2 separate regions of the Mus musculus genome follow, and region 1 is linked to region 2. A link is a contact called in public HiChIP or PLAC-seq data. All regions are on one chromosome and are shown on one strand. The core of a region is the stretch at or near the end of the contact, and the rest is flanking DNA. Distances in the headings are between cores, read along the strand shown.

Region 1 (3,847 bases), core at 805-3,304, 260 kb before region 2:
CAGCATCTCTGGTCTCAAAATTGTAGCATCTTGAGGCTGTTATGGGGATTAGAAGAGGGGAATGAGAACAGGGAAAATTCAAATGCCACAAAACTAGATGGTCTGACTCTTGGGAACCACAAAACCCTAAAGTCACTGAGAGACTTCAGTTAGTTTCCAGAGACCCGGGAAGGTTGATTTCAGCATCTTTCAACATTACATATTGCCTTTGTGGAGAGACAAAAATTTGATGGTTCTAATACTACTGTTCTGGAAGGTTCCCTTTCCAGAATACTTCAAAGCTCCCCCCACCCACGGTTATAGAAGAAAACTTAGACAGATCAGAAGCATTCCCAGAAGTGAAAGAAGACCTATCTCATAAAGGTCACCACCACCTGGAACATCACTGTGCTGCCATTTGTTTTCTGCCTTTCCACAGCCTTTTGTTGATGTCTTTCTGACTTTAGTAGCCACATAGTGTGAGGATTATAAAGTAAGTTTGTCAAGGAGTATTGTGCTCAATGTCTGGTGTGACCATTATGCGAATCAAGGTCAGGGTGAGGAAGAAGATAATGATAACACAGCACTACTGTGCTACCCTTTGTATCCCAAGTGAACCCCCAGCTTCTGACACCCCATCACAGCCTTGTACACTAGGATTACAGGTACCACTGTGCCTATCATAGTAGCTGAGTTAACCAGGTTGTAATCTCGTACTCTATGAAAAACCATTAAGTATCTAATATTGTGCTCTTTCCACTGTCTTGGCACCTGCAAGGCCCACTGGGAACAGACTTCTAAAAAAAAAAAAAAAAAGAGCAAATATCTTCGGAAGGCTGTGAAGCACGTCCATTTTTGCTAGCCACAAGTGAGCTCTCTGGAACCAAAGAGAACACAATGGCTCTTCTCAACATTGAAGGCGTTTATGCTTGAGATGAAATTGGGTGCTACTTGGGCAAGAGATGTGCTTATGTGTATAAAGCAAAAAGCAATGCAGTGACCCCTGGAGTCAAACCTAACAGAACCAAAGTGATGTAGGGACAAGTACCTCAGCCCCACAGAAACAGTGGTATGGATCATGTCAAATTCCCAAGCAACCTTCCCGCAAAGGCTGGACACAGAGTCTATATGATGCTCTACTTGTCCTGGATTTAAACTAATGGAGAGTAAATAAATAAAAGTGGATTTGTGCTCTTGTAAAAAAAAATCTAATATTGGAGTTGGTCCTGTGCAGAAGGGAAAACCAGATCACTGAAGTCAGATTCTCCTGAGATTTTCAGTTCTCCCATCTTCTGTTCGGGAGATATGATCGAAAGTATAATATTTAAATTTGAAAAGGGTGGCTCAAGTTCCTCATTCCTAAAACTAAAAACAGCAGGCAGGGAGCACTTCTCAGTGTAACACGAGCTGAGCAGATAGGAGATGCACACAACACGGTGGATACCTAATACTCGTCAGTTCTTCTGTTTTCTCCCTACATGGTTCAGACTCTTCCTTCAAGGTAGAGTCAAAGGTCGGGTGAGAGGACTGGGCTTCAGTAAGCAGACAATGCATGGTTTAAGTACGGCGTGCTACAAAACAGAGAAGAGAAACACCGCTTAGCCATCATGTGCTGTCTTTTTACTTCTTATGAGAAGACATTATTTACATGTCAGTCATATATGCAATGTATAGGATATCTAAATTAATACTCCATGTCAAGACCCATGAGTCTGTGCTCAATTTTGTAAATTAGACAATTGCTCTGAAGAGACAACCATGACATCCTATTTGATTTGAAATAAGCATGGGAATGATTTCATTCTATATTGTACTATTCTGTTTGCTGAAACTATATAGTACAATACCTGGAGAAGGGTACTTGTCAGTGGAAAGGGTCTATTTAGCTCATGGTTTTGGAAGTTGAAAGTTCAGTATTAGGTAGACACATCTGTTTGGGCTTTGACAAGGGTTCCCTTGGCTACAATACATGTGAGAGGAGAGAAAGGAGACAGCAGCGCGTGGAGGACTGTAAAGCACAGAGCGTAAAGGCCACGCCTTCTCTCTTGAGTCTTCATAAAACTACATCCATCTTTTCTGAAGGACATGCCCAGTGACCTAACCACTTTCAATAGGCTCCACCTCTTAAAGGTCTACATCCAATCACTATTAGACTGGGAATTGAGTTTCTAGCTCATGAATCCCTACTCAAATAGTATCCAAATCCTAGCGTGTTTTTTTTTTTTTCTTCAAAATGCTGTGTCTTTCCTGGATCCAATTTAACTCCATAACTTCCTCCAGGGTCAGTATAAAAGTATCAGTGTTCTGTTAACTTAAATTACCACTTACTGAGCATATTAGACAGAAGTAACAGTCTTGAGACTATTATCAATTTCTGTCTTGTATTTGTCCCCTTGATTTTTAAGGCACTAGGACCAATACATACAAAAAATATTTGTAAGGTTTTATGCATGTTAAAGTGTAGCCATTATTTATAAATAATAAACTCTTATACAGTCACTAAATGCCAGATTAAGAGTGGTATAAAATGAATAACATTTTCCAAAGAGATGCGCTCCGAGCCGGGAGACCACGGGGGAAGAATGTGTTGAACTTTTTGTGAGCCTTGTTCCTCTATGAGGCTACAGTATACACGTTTTCCTTTCCTGGAATGAAGAAAGTTTGCAGGTGGAGGAAAGAGGCTTGCAACAAAGAGGAAATGCTATCTATAAAAATAGGCTTGCTTCTGAGGAATGTGGAACAAAATCTGAGACTGTGCGCTACAGCCAGTCCAGAACTACTGCATTTTCTTTCTGTGTAGGAATTTAGAACTTAAACTTTATGTAACTCAAGAAGGGCAGAGAGACAACACAACTTAGAAGAATAAAAGAAGGAGACTCTAGAAGAAAAGAAGGGTTAGGAAAGGATAAGGGGTGGAAGGAAAGGTGTCAGGAAGGAATTCAGAAAAAATCCGGGTAATTCCAGCACAAAGGGCAAGGCTGAGCACGTGGAAACAAAGCATGAGAGTAGGAAATTGAGACAGGCCAGGCAGTGAACCAATCAGGAGCAGTAGAGGATTAAGGGCGGGTGATGGTGAACATGCTGGGCTTTGATGGTTTAGGACAGGGAGCTTAATTTCTGTAACTGAAGGAAAACTGTTGAACAACGAGCTGCAGTGGCTGACAGAGAAAGTGGCCCTTTGACTCTTGGACAGCTCAAGAGAAATTATACGTTTTCTTGCTTAGTTGTCTACGTATGACAGAGCTATCTAAGGGAGGAGGCTGAGGATTCCCAGTCTTGACCCCTGTTACAGTACCTCTGGGATCTCTGTCTTACCTAAGGATGTGAGTGTTTTCTTCCTGTGTTCTGAGGCATGCATGCATCTGTTACCTTTCTTCCACCTGTCCTGTGCAGCTGGATGCTTGAAGGAGAGAGTATCCTATGAGAAAATGGTATATAATTTATAGATTGACATATAGCACCTGAGGATAATTTACACAGAGGGAAGAGAATGGCGGAGAGGCAACCTGGGCGGGGTTGGGGGTGGGGGGGATGAGAAAGCATAATTTGAAGAGCCAGGAAATAGCTTTGTCTGTGTTATCACCTTCCTCCTCCTCCCCCTCCTCCTCCTCCCTCCTCCTCCCTCCTCCCCCTTCCTCCTCCTCCTTCCTCTTCTTCCTCTTCCTCCTCCTCCCCTCCTCCTCCTTCCTCTTCTTCCTCTTCCTCCTCCTCCTTTCTCCTCCTCCTTCTTCTTCCTCCTCTTCCTCCTCCTCCTTTCTCCTCCCTCCTCTTCCTCCTCCTTTCTCCTACTTCCTCCTCCTCCTTTCTCCTCCTTCCTCCTTCTCTTCCTCCTCCTTTCTCCTCCTTCCTCCTCTTCCTCCTTTCTTCT
Region 2 (4,126 bases), core at 333-2,832:
AGATGAAAGCATACTGAGTGTTTGGGGAATTTTTTTCTAAAAAGCTCAACAAAACTGCAGTTTTTCTGGCCCCGTAGTCTTCAAATTCCTCTGTAGAGCTTAGGAACTCTATCTGAATACCATATAAAAATAAAATTAAGGCAATGTATTTCATTCAGTGACAGAATATAAAGTCATCGAAATGAAAAACTAACTTTGCACACATTTAAAAGTTGACAATTTTATTCGCCATCTTTGAAGGTAGGCATTTTGCTCTATGGCAAGCCTAATATTGTCTAACTTTAAAATAAAGCACAATGAACAACTAGGAACAATATTTAATAATAACAGAACAACTGTAACTGTCTTCTAGAAAAATATAAATATATAGGCTCTCCCTCTTGAAATGTCTTATTGTACTGCTCTGATAGCTGTCTCTTTTGTTCTAGAACTCTCTCTCTCTCTGTAGACTAGGCCTGCCTCTACCTCCTGAGTGCTAGAGGAGGGCATGTGTAACCACTGTCTTTATCTATCCTGTGAGTATGGAGTCTGATGCAATGCCCACATGATGAGGGGAAAAAGCAGTAACCGTTACAGTTAGTCAGGTGAGGCTATAAAGCAAATGTTACTTGAGCATAGCCTGCAATATGGCCCCAGTTGATCTGATCCTCTCGACAGCTGCTAAGTGAATAATGGCTGAATGGTGAACGTGGTAGAAGGTGAGAGACAAGGCATGACTCATTGTTTACTATCTTCAGGTAGGTTTCATTTCTCACGACACAGACCCCACAATAAAACAACTTTATGCAGATGACTACTTCTTTACAAGAGATAAAAGGGGGGACATGAAAGCATGAGTAACAGCAAAACTGGGAGGAAGAAAGTCATCTGTGTGCCGAGTTGGTCATTGGTACAGCATGTGACAGCACACACCCCTCCAGCCCACTGCTTAACCTCAAAGGGACTAGACTAACGCCTCAGAATTTGATTTGAAGATGGCGTTTTCTCTGAAGAAGTATCCATCTACAATTAGCTTTTCCTCTAAGCTGAGGTGCGTGGGCTTTGTGGTAAGAAGAACAGGAGGAGGGAAGATGAGCTGTGCAAAATCACAAAGGTAAATCAGACACAGAAATGGAAATTTGTCATCTTTGCCTATTTCTGTGGAATGGAGAGGCTGGGTGGCCAGAATTGCTGGTTGGAGCCATGCTCTGACCTCTTGGTACCGGTAAATTAGCCCAGAACTTATTAAAACAAGTCCATCCGTTTCACCATAATGTGTTGGGGAAGGGCTATTCATTTATCTACTTGTTTCCAGTCACTGCACATGTCCTAACACTCTACATGCCAAAATTCTTGCTAAGCAGTTGGAGGTGAAACTTTAAATGCACTATCTAGGACCTAGGGGAAGAACCAGACAGATGATTTAATAACTGCAATCAATACCAGACATGTTTTATGGGAATTATTCAGACTTGGGACAAAAAGACAACCTTCCTGGAATAAACAGTAAAACTATGAAGAAGAGTAGACTAAAATACTTCAGAGAGAGTGAGCAGGGCAACAAGATTGGGGAACTGAAAGTCATTTATTCTGCTTGGGGTGTGGGTCTTTACTGGTTGAGGATAAAAGGTGGGCAGATGTCGTGGGAGATGAGTCTGGAAAGGCAGCCACACATAGACCAGAAAGCCACAAATACAACTTAGAGATTGTGTATGATGTAGACATGGAAACCACCAAAGCAGTCATTTAAATAAAATAATCGTTTTTCCCTGAGGTAAGGTGATGTTCAAGCTGTCTCTATGCTGGACAGTATCCAGCATTCTCTCGCAGCCTGCCTTTTGCTTCTGCTGCTGTTACCTCAAGTGTTCTTCCTAATTCTTCTCTCCTAAGGTAATCTGAGTCTCAAGTCGCTGGGTAAGCCTTCCCAAGCACTTATGAGAGCAAGGGCAGCAGAATCCTCTCTTGCAAATTCATCTCCACTTTACAGATCTTGGCTAGGTATCACACTCTAAATTTTGCCTTCTACCTCCATGAATTGAATTTGGCCACACAACCATGACTTCTGTAAAGAATTTCAGGAAGTATACATTCTTACCTACCTATACGAGGGTGCTTTCCCTAACAACATATCACAGTTTTGATCATAAAAATCATAAGATTTTTAGAGCAACTGCTAGACATTTTCATGTCGCACCATATGGACACTGTTGAGAGGTGAGTGGCCAATTATCAAGCTACAGAGCTGCAGGCTTAGCATACACACATGTCACTGTGTTTAGGTACACATGTTCCTTGCTTACTCTTTAGTTGTGTAGACTCTAAAACATTATTATTATTATAGTTTTATGTGTATGAGTGGTTTGCTTATATGTATTCCTGTGCACCAGTTATGAGCCTGCTAATTTCAGAGGCCAAAAGAGGGCATCAAATCTCCTGAAGATGGAGTTATAGACAATTGCAAGCCACCATGTGGATGGACGCTTGGAATTGAGCCCAGGCCTTTTGAAAGACAGGGCCTAAGTCTTCCTACTGAGACATCTCTAGGATTTCTAGCTATATGTTCATCCTTCCTTTCTTCTTTCCTTTCTTCCTTACTTCCTTCCCATCTGTCTTTCTCTTTTTAAAATAATCAGAAGGGAATGTTTAAGCTTGTCATTCTCTTTATTGTTTGTCTGCTGACTAGTTTATATATATTTTTGCCTTCCACTATGACAATGTGATTTTTTTTTAATTTGTGTATATTGAACCATCTTTGAATCTCTGGGATAAATGCCTCTTGATCTTAATGAATGTCTTTTAATGGACTGCTAAACTTCATTTACTACTTTGTTTGGTGATGATTTTTTTTTTCATGTGTTCATCCAGAATGAGGACCTGTAGTTATCTTTCTTTATAGTGTCTTAGGCTCTGGTATGGGATAATGCTGACCTTGTATATCAATAATCTTAGTATTCCTTCCCCATCATTTTATTTTTGAAATGTTGAGAAACGTTTGGTGTTACTTTTTTAAAATGCTCAATAGAATCCACCAGTAAAGAAATCTGGCCTGCACATCTTTATGACAAGATCATGCTTATCAATGAGTCAGTCCCCTAGCTCAGGATTTGTATGTTCACGCATCCTAGTAGTTCTGGGAATTGAAGCATTTGCTTTTGCCCTGTTACTCAACTTGTTGTAGGTCTATTGTTCATAGTGAATGTCCATCATCATAATGTTTCTGGGGCTTCATTGCCGACGGTGGGCCTCTTTCACTGCTCATCTTGCTTGTCGAAATCTTCATCAGTTTAGCTGCAGGTTTGACAATTTTCCTTCTTAAATCTTTTCAGAAAATCCAACTCAGTTTTATTAAACTTTTCTTTTCTTATTTTTTGAGGGTTTGATATTTTATTCAAGTTTTAAGTTTTGTTCAATATAGCATTTGAAGGGGGGAGCTAATTCTATACAAAATAGAAGACTCCATAATGTATCTAAAAACTGTATTTAAAACTGCTTTTTAAATAACAATACAGAGGTTAGGCTATAACAGTTTAGATCTCTAGTGTTGTCGTATTGTGACTAAAATCATCTGCCCAGCTCAGAGCTGGATATTCCAGAAGGTATGTCATAGTCTGATGTACAACTGCAATGGCAAGAAGAAAAGAAGAAGAAAAAGAAGAAGAAGAAGAAGAAGAAGAAGAAGAAGAAGAAGAAGAAGAAGAAGAAGAAGAAGAAGAAGAAGAAGAAGAAGAAGAAGAAAAGAAGGAAGGAAGGAAGGAAGGAAGGAAGGAAGGAAGGAAGAAAGAAAGAAAGAAAGAAAGAAAGAAAGAAAGGAAGGAAGGAAGGAAGGAAGGAAGAAAGGAAGAGAGAGAAAGAAAGAAAGAAAGAAAGAAAGAAAGAAAGAAAGAAAGAAAGAAAGAACGAGAGGAGAAGAGAAGAGGAGAGGAGAGGAGAGGAGAGGAGAGGAGAGGAGAGGAGAGGAGAGGAGAGGAGAGGAGAGGAGAGGAGAGGAGAGGAGAGGAGAGGAGAGGAGAGGAGGGAAGGGAAGAGAAGAGAAGAGAAGAGAAGAGAAGAGAAGAGAAGAGAAGAGAAGAGAAGAGAAGAGAAGAGAAGAGAAGAGAAGAGAAGAGAAGAGAAGAGAAGAGAAGAGAAGAGAAGAGAACCACATCTA

Evidence for each region. HiChIP or PLAC-seq counts read pairs in DNA pulled down with a chosen protein or histone mark.
Region 1: an H3K4me3 HiChIP or PLAC-seq map of the 230-238 cell line shows a contact between it and region 2, with 6 times the contacts expected there. The contact joins two enhancer-like sites. A contact is called at or near these places in 1 of 484 Hi-C or Micro-C datasets (bone marrow-derived macrophages), 5 of 115 datasets of contacts at active chromatin or transcription factors (the 230-238 cell line, CD8 T cells, embryonic stem cells and 1 more) and 1 of 9 other capture datasets (embryonic stem cells).

Annotation. Positions count from the first base shown.
Region 1 is chr1:161,695,243-161,699,089 of GRCm38.p6, reverse strand. No RefSeq gene overlaps it. Among named protein-coding and RNA genes, the nearest start is that of Gm31869, 70 kb to the left of the region's middle. Within about 2 kb of position 2,054, at least 6 of the 459 cell types and tissues checked have an H3K27ac peak or open chromatin away from gene starts, as enhancers often do. A contact at or near this core is called in the 230-238 cell line, where this site is marked.
Region 2 is chr1:161,433,402-161,437,527 of GRCm38.p6, reverse strand. No RefSeq gene overlaps it. Among named protein-coding and RNA genes, the nearest start is that of Tnfsf4, 40 kb to the right of the region's middle. Within about 2 kb of position 1,582, at least 8 of the 459 cell types and tissues checked have an H3K27ac peak or open chromatin away from gene starts, as enhancers often do. A contact at or near this core is called in the 230-238 cell line, where this site is marked.